Linked DNA regions of Sus scrofa: regions 2 and 3 are each linked to region 1. Evidence: chromatin contacts called from public HiChIP or PLAC-seq data. All regions are on one chromosome and are shown on one strand. Each heading gives the region's core, a stretch centred on a gene start, on an enhancer-like site or on the middle of the called end of the contact. The rest is flanking DNA. Distances are from core to core; before and after follow the strand shown. Region 1 overlaps ANKDD1A (ankyrin repeat and death domain-containing protein 1A). Region 2 overlaps NARS (asparagine--tRNA ligase, cytoplasmic). Region 3 overlaps ZNF609 (zinc finger protein 609).

Region 1 (2,519 bases), core at 9-2,508:
AGGATCATGCTGTCACCAGGCAGAGGTTCTGAGACTACCAGGTTACACTGGCCTGGAAAGCTTCAGGCCATCTCCACCCAGACTCCCTATTGTTTCCAGTTTTTGCCCACCTCATCGACCCTCTCCAGGGTGAGGGAAGCAGGAGGGACACAATCACCACCCCCTGAAGGAAGGGCAGGATTTTTTCCTTTCTCTACAAGCTAAGGAGAGCTGAAGGGACAACCACAGGGCAGAGACACTGGCTCCACCCACGGTGGATGAGGGACCTGCCCCTACAAATGGCTGCTGGTGCCTCTGGAAAGTCAGGTGGGGTTCCTGTTTTTACTGCCCTCACTTCCAGTGATGCATCTGTACAGTTACTGCTTCAACACCAGGTCTGGTGTGGTCCTGCTGACTGGCCAAGTCTGGTCACATGCCCTGCCTTAGCTGTAAGGGAGGCTGGGAAAGGGAATACCTGGTATACTTAGCCTCAGGAATGGCAACTGGGCTCTTCCTCATGAGTGAAAAATACTGCACACATAGAAAGGGTTTCAGCTGCTGGGTGGCCAACATGAATGGCAGACATCTAATATGCTACCTTATGGGGGTATTGGTGAGAATTAAATGATTTATTCCACTATAAGTGTTTAGCAAAGCATCTAGTACAAAGAATAGGTTCAGGAGTTCCTGTGTGATGCAATGGGTTAAGGATCCCACAGTTGTCATTGCAGTGGCTGAGGTCCCTACTGTGGCACGGGTTCGATCCCTGGCCCAGGAACTGCCATGGGTGGCGCACCCACCCCCCAAAAAGAGAACATGTTCAGTAAATGTTAGCTATCACTCCATTAAACTATAAGCTCCAGGGGGGCAGGAATTGGGCCTCTTTCTTGCTCTCCACCACATCTCTAATGCCTAGCATGGTGCCTAGCATGTAGCAAGAGCTTGAGAAATGTTTGCTAAATGAATGTCTTGCTCCTCAAAGCTGTGCTCTGACCAGCCTTTCACTCCTCCTCTTTTCCTCTTTGCCCTGGCTGTGGCCATGGCATTATCCAAGCAGGAGGCACGTGCCAGGGCAGAAAGAACCCTGTGGCAGGAGTCAGGTGCCCACAACTCAGCTCTACCATCAGCTCACTGTGTGAGATGGGCAAGTCACCTCCCCTCCCTCCGTCTGGGTTTCCACACCTGCAAAATGGGTACAACTGCAGCTGCTCTGCCCCACATCTCTGGGGTGAGGGACAAATAAGAAAATGTGAGAAGCTGATTGCAAAGCCACAAAAAGCCTTCTGCACCAGGGCTGATGAGGAAGCTGCTGCTGAAGCCTTCCACTGAGAAGTGTCAAGACCCCACCTCAGAGGACCCGCTTTTGAAGAGGGGCCGTGGGGAATGCGTGTGGGGAAATGGCCTTCCTCTTCCCTTGGTGGAAAGGCTGGGTGCTCATGCATTTGTGAACTGAAGCTATTTTTATGTAGCACAACTGTGATTATGACAGGGCCACTTCCTGAAGGGGAAGGGTGGGGAGTAGACCTGACTCATCAGTGGGGCAGTCAGGCGACACAGCTGACAAGGCTGCCGTGAAAATCAGTCCTATCCCCCCACATGGCTCCTGCCTTCCGCCATTCCCAGGCGGATGTGCCAAAGCAGGCAGCAGGGTGGACAACCGCTCCAGGAAGAACTAGGTCAGTCACTGGGTTCAGGGCCCGTCAATCATTGCTGATCTTCCAATGACCTGTGGGCCATCAGCGTCCCTGGGCGGGAACCTGAGGACCCATTGGAAAGAGCTGGAATAGAGGATGGAAACATGCCTGACACATCCTTCCCACCCTCTGCAGGGCTGCCCAGCTGGGCTTGAAGTTTCATGTAGGGTTTATTGGGCGCCGATTGTGTGTCCACAGTGTGGTTAGGGGCTGTATGTCGCCCTTCTCCTTGAATTCTTCCAACACCTTCCCCCTCGGGGACTTGCCTCCATTTGATAGATAGGCGCGCGGAGGCTCCGTGGGCATGTGATTGACTCAGCGCCTCAGCACTGCTGCCTGTGAGTCCTGGGCTGAGGGAGCCAACAGGAAGGGTGGTTATTTTCTTTACTGGAAAGACGGGGAAAGGCTTCCCAGAGAAGGTGAGATTTGAGCCGGACTCTAAACAATGAGCAGGATTTAGCTCTCTTGGGGGGCAGGGAGAAGGGAGGGCATGTGATGCAGAGGGATACCGCATGGACAAAGGCATGGAGGTGTGACAGTGCGGGACTTGTTTTGGGGGGGGGGTCTCAGGTAACTCTAGGTGGCTGGGGAGAGGCAGGGGCGGTGGGGGCATTAGGGGAGGGCCTTCCATGCCAGGTTAGAGGCTTTGGGCTCTTTGGGGTTCCTGCAGCGCCGTGCAGGCCCTCTGCATCCTCCCGGAAGTGTGGTCATGCACACAGAGGGGAGGGGAGCCCAGCGGGAGGAAGGGCAGGGGGTGCTGTCAGGCCCAGAGGAAACCAGGTAGGTTTCCTGTCCTAGAGCCTGAGCTCAGGCAGCGGCAGGCCTGGGCCTTGCAGGGCTGCTTTG
Region 2 (2,519 bases), core at 12-2,511, 240 kb after region 1:
ATGTGAAGAACTTAAAAAAAAAATTTAGTTGGTTTTTTGTTTGGGAATGCTAGCTTTTCTTTGTTTTTTAAGTTGAAGTATAATTGATTTACAATGTTGTGTTAATTTCTGCTATATAGCAGAGTGATTCAATTATACGTATATACATTCTTTTTCATATTCTTCCCCATGTTGATTTATCACAGGATATTGAATATTGTTCCCTGTGTTGTACAGTAGGACCTTACTGTTTATCCAGTCTATATATAGTAGTTTGGGAATGCTAGCTGTTTAAAGGAAATAGTGATTTATATCCTAAATTTGTTCTTTTTAAAAAAAAATTTTTTTTAATTGATTTTTGGTTTTTTGGCTATACCCACAGGATGTGGAAGTTCCCAGGCCAGGGATCAAACCTGTGCCACAGCCACAACCTTAGCCACTGCGGTGACAACACCAGATCCTTAACCCACTGCGCCCCATAGGAACCCCCAGATTTGTTCTTATTTATTATGACTGTTAAAACTTTTTAAATTATTTATTTATTTATTTACTTGTCTTTTTGTCTTTTTAGGGCCGCACCAGCGGCATATGGAGGTTCCCAGGCTAGGGGTCAAATCAGCCATAGCTGCCTGCCTACGCCACAGCCACAGCAGTGCAGGATCCTTAACCCACTGAGCAAGGTCAGGGATCGAACCCACAGCCTCATGATTCCTAGTCAGGATTCATTTTTGGGTTAGGGTTAGGGTTTTTATTATTTTATTTTTATTATTTTATTATTTTATTTCATGTCTTTTATTATAAGTGGTTATCAAATCCTTTGTAAAAAGAAATGGGGCTTAAAAAACCAAAAGAGTGATTCTCTGCAGCAGTGTATATGCACTTCCTGCTGAATGTACTGTACTAGGCATTGCAGAGATCAGTGGTGAATAAGACTGAATCCCTCAGCTCACGTGCTTACTGTCTGGCTCTCCCATGATCATGTGGGTCAGGAGGCTCACACAGGGTTTGAAAATACAATGAAGTTAAAATGCTTTACAAATACTGAGTAGTGGAGTTCCCATTGTGGCTCAGTGGTAAGGAACCCAACTAGTATCCATAAGGACACAGGTTCAATCCCTAGCCTCGATCAGTGGGTTAAGGATCCAGCGTTGCCGTAAGCTGTGGTGTAGGTCACAGATGCAGCTCAGATCTTGCTGTGGCTTTCCGGCAGCTACAGCTCTGATTTGACCCCTGGCCTGGGAACTTCCATGTGCCATGGGTGTGGCCCTGAAAAGCAATTAAAAAAAAAAAAAAAAAGCCAAGTAGTGATATTATTCATGGATGCTTTAGAGGAACAAGGACATGTGGGAGGTTTGAACTTTCAACATTTAACCTTGGTGGTTTCTTTATCTAAATTATGAGAAGGTACTTTCAAGTGCCTTGTGAACAGTCTAGCTAAGTATCTCTTTCTCATTTTAGGAAAGAATTTAATGTTTCTTGTGTTGCGAGATGGTACAGGTTATCTTCAGTGCGTCTTGTCAGATGATCTGGTAAACATTTTCTCATATTTATGATAGATGAAAATTAGATTTTTTCAATAGGTTCTTTCATTGTTGGTTTGGGGAATTTTAGGATCTGTATACTTATTTTTACGTTATTGTGGAAAATTTCCAACATCTAAAAAATGGAACAGTAGGAAGAAACCTCGCATGCTCATCACTCAGCTTCAGTAACGTGTTAGTTGAGCAGCTGTAACTAAGTACCATAAACTGAACAACGGAAATTTCTTTTATTTATTTATTTATTTTTTATTTTCCCACTGTACAGCAAGGGGGTCAGGTTATCCTTACATGTATACATTACAATTATATTTTTTCCCCCACCCTTTCTTCTGTTGCAACATGAGTATCTAGACAAAGTTCTCAATGCTATTCAGCAGGATCTCCTTGTAAATCTATTCTAAGTTGTGTCTGATAAGCCCAAGCTCCCGATCCCTCCCACTCCCTCCCCCTCCCATCAGGCAGCCACAAGTCTCTTCTCCAAGTCCATGATTTTCTTTTCTGAGATGTTCATTTGTGCTGGATATTAGATTCCACTTATAAGTGATATCATATGGTATTTGTCTTTGTCTTTCTGGCTTATTTCACTCAGTATGAGATTCTCTAGTTCCATCCATGTTGCTGCAAATGGCATTATGTCATTCTTTTTGATGGCTGAGTAGTATTCCATTGTGTATATATACCACCTCTTCCGAATCCAATCATCTGTCGATGGACATTTGGGTTGTTTCCATGTCCTGGCTACTGTGAATAGTGCTGCAATGAACATGCAGGTGCACGTGTCTCTTTTAAGTAGAGTTTTGTCCGGATAGATGCCCAAGAGTGGGATTGCGGGGTCATATGGAAGTTCTATGTATAGATTTCTAAGGTATCTCCAAACTGTTCTCCATAGTGGCTGTACCAGTTTACATTCCCACCAACAGTGCAGGAGGGTTCCCTTGAACAACGGAAATTTCTTTCTCACCGTTCTAGTGGTTGGAAGTCCAGATCAGGTTGCTGGCA
Region 3 (2,519 bases), core at 11-2,510, 180 kb before region 1:
CTTAGGTGTCCTACATTTTTAGAGTCGTGATGTGGGCTCTGGGCATCTTGCTTTCATGCGTGTGTCTCACAGCAGTGCTATTGTGTCTGCTTTCCTTTCCAGATAAGTGATAAAAATTCTCAGGAGAGAGATCGGGGAGGCTGTGGGGTGGTTGGGGGTGGTGGCAGCTGTAGCAGCGTCGGGGGAGCAGGCGGGGGTGAAAGGAGTGTTGACCGGCCCCGCACCTCGCCTTCTCAGCGCCTAATGTCCACACACCACCACCACCACCACCTGGGGTACTCATTGCTCCCAGCACAGTACAACTTACCCTATGCAGCAGGTAAGCCTCATTTCCCCAGCTTCCTTTTTTTTTTTTTTTTTCCTTCTTTTGGCCACACCTATTGCATGTGGAAGTTCCCAGGCCAGAGACTGAACCCACACCACAGCAGCAAGCTAAGCCACTGCATTGACAATGCCAGATACTTATTAACTTGCTGAGCCCCAAGAGAACTCCTCACCTCCTATCTTTTCTCCTGCATCCCAGTAGTATTGCTCACAGCAGGGGGCCCCTGGTAAGAATCTTCCCCCCTGTTTTTCCTTTGAGCTTCTAATCTGTCCAGAATCCTAGCCTCCTGCAGACAATCAATAAAATAATCATGACATTTATTTCCTCCTTTGGAGCTTGGGGATTCTCAATGCCTCCAGAAAATTGGCTTTGATATTCAGAATAAGGAGCAAGTGTTCTCACAGCCAAAACGTAACAAGCAACTGAAAAATAGAGCCTCGTTATCTATTCCCAGCCACTATATCTGACGAAGTATCAGATTTTCTTCTGTCAGCACCCCAGAACTCAGTGGGGCTAGGAATTTAAGGAGAAACTACCCCCCACACACACCCAGTACCCACCCAGCTGGCAAGAAGGGAGGACGCTTAAGGGGAGGGTTCTGGGAGCACTCCACTAACACATCCTCCTTCTCACTCAGGGCTTTCCTCTACAGCCATTGTTGCCAGCCAGCAAGGCTCAACCCCTTCACTCTACCCACCCCCCCGGAGGTGAGAATGGTAAGTAACTTTTTAATTTGGGGCAACATGTAGAGAGCAGAGTTAAGTTGCTACCTGGATCACAGAACCCCTCAGTGAGGGATAGCTCTGTGAGCTCAGTGGTCTGAAAATGGTGGAACCCTGGCCAAGCTTCTTGTGCAGGTCTCCCCTGAGGCGCAGTGCCCCTGAGAGGAGCTGTGGAAGGCTTCTGTCTCCTCCGGAGACCAGGACTGGCCCTGCCCCACAGTTCATTTTCTTGGAGCTCCACCTTGTGGTTGTTTTACTACAGGCTGAGTGCCTAGTTATCTGTCCATGTTTCCCTTGCAGAACACCAAGTGCCCGGATAGTCAGCTTCACGGGCCCGGACTGGCTCACCCAAGGAGGTGCTGGAGGTGCCATATAGACATCAGTTAAATGGTGTTGATCATCTGTTTGCCGTTCCCACCATGACTGAAGGCAGACCCTTGGCTATCTCGCCTCCACGAGACCCCTGGACTCCCTGACCCTCCCTCAGGAGCTGGAGAGCTGGTACTTAGCAAAAATATTTATTCTCTTGGCCACGGTCATGACTGCTGTGGCCTCTGTGGAGATGAAGGCACTGGGAGCAACTAGGGGAACATGGCCTCAGCCCAGAGAAGTCACTACTCTGTTCCCCCAGTCCCTGGTCAGCTGCCAGAGCAGTAACCCCGCATCCGCCCCCCGCCCCTGCCCAGGGAGGGATCCCAAGCACTGGGTAAGGTCTGAAGACAGCACAGCAGCCATACCCCTCACCATCATTACCACCATCGCCAGACCCTGCATCTCCCCAGCAGTTTGGGCCCTGGGAACTGGTAGCACGTGGAGGAATTAGAATCTCAGGAAAGAAACTGGGGGATGTTTTCTCTGCAGTTGTGAAAAAGAGGTCTTCAAACATGAAAACTTCTCCCCACTCATGTGAGCACATGTAAACGCTCAGAGCCCAGCCTGAAAAGGGAGACTAAGGCATCTGGCCCACCGTGGCCTCGGGCTGTTAGGCAGAGGGCTGGGGCCCCAACACCAGCACAGGGCTCCCCAGGGGTATCAGGCGAGAGCTGGAGCTGGAGCACGAAGGGAGTCTGTGAACTAGAAGCTGCATCCCCACAAAGTCCTGCTGCTGCTTAGCCCCATTCCTTGCCCTCTTCTTCTTTCTCTCCTGATCCCTTGGTGCCTTTCCTACGGGATCTCCACGCTGATGTCTCCTCTTCTTTTCCGCTGCTTGGCTCTTTAAGACTCAGGCAGGTAAAATAGTCCCCCCCACACACGGGGGGTGGGGGGCTTTGGATCTGCCTCCCGGTCACCTGAGAGCAAGCCAGGAGGCAGGCCCTGGGAGCACCCAGCCCTCCTTAGAGATGTCCTGCCCAAGCAGTCATCTGCGTGTCCTCCCCACATAGCGCCACAAAGCTGTACTGCCCAGTTTCCTGTACACAACTACATGACTTCATATAGCTCAGTCTATACCCCTGTGTGTGCCAAGAGAAGCT

The links. HiChIP or PLAC-seq counts read pairs in DNA pulled down with a chosen protein or histone mark.
Region 2: a contact with region 1 is called in an H3K27ac HiChIP or PLAC-seq map of alveolar macrophages, with 2.6 times the contacts expected there. The contact joins two enhancer-like sites. A contact is called at or near these places in 1 of 5 promoter capture datasets (fetal liver) and 1 of 2 datasets of contacts at active chromatin or transcription factors (alveolar macrophages).
Region 3: an H3K27ac HiChIP or PLAC-seq map of alveolar macrophages shows a contact between it and region 1. The contact joins two enhancer-like sites. A contact is called at or near these places in 1 of 47 Hi-C or Micro-C datasets (blood) and 2 of 2 datasets of contacts at active chromatin or transcription factors (alveolar macrophages and skeletal muscle).

What each region holds. Positions count from the first base shown.
Region 1 is chr1:107,163,295-107,165,813 of Sscrofa11.1, reverse strand. All of the region lies in intron 2 of ANKDD1A (ankyrin repeat and death domain-containing protein 1A), which reads left to right. Among named protein-coding and RNA genes, the nearest start is that of ANKDD1A, 21 kb to the left of the region's middle. Within about 2 kb of position 1,258, at least 36 of the 83 cell types and tissues checked have an H3K27ac peak or open chromatin away from gene starts, as enhancers often do. A contact at or near this core is called in alveolar macrophages, where this site is marked.
Region 2 is chr1:106,920,798-106,923,316 of Sscrofa11.1, reverse strand. It overlaps NARS (asparagine--tRNA ligase, cytoplasmic), which reads left to right. Exons shown (of 16, transcript XM_003121455.6): 8 at 1,438-1,508. Among named protein-coding and RNA genes, the nearest start is that of NARS, 11 kb to the left of the region's middle. Within about 2 kb of position 1,261, at least 2 of the 83 cell types and tissues checked have an H3K27ac peak or open chromatin away from gene starts, as enhancers often do. A contact at or near this core is called in alveolar macrophages, where this site is marked.
Region 3 is chr1:107,343,737-107,346,255 of Sscrofa11.1, reverse strand. ZNF609 (zinc finger protein 609) reads left to right here. Exons shown (of 9, transcript XR_002344510.1): 8 at 103-1,041; 9 at 1,348-2,519. Among named protein-coding and RNA genes, the nearest start is that of OAZ2, 20 kb to the right of the region's middle. Within about 2 kb of position 1,260, at least 8 of the 83 cell types and tissues checked have an H3K27ac peak or open chromatin away from gene starts, as enhancers often do. A contact at or near this core is called in alveolar macrophages, where this site is marked.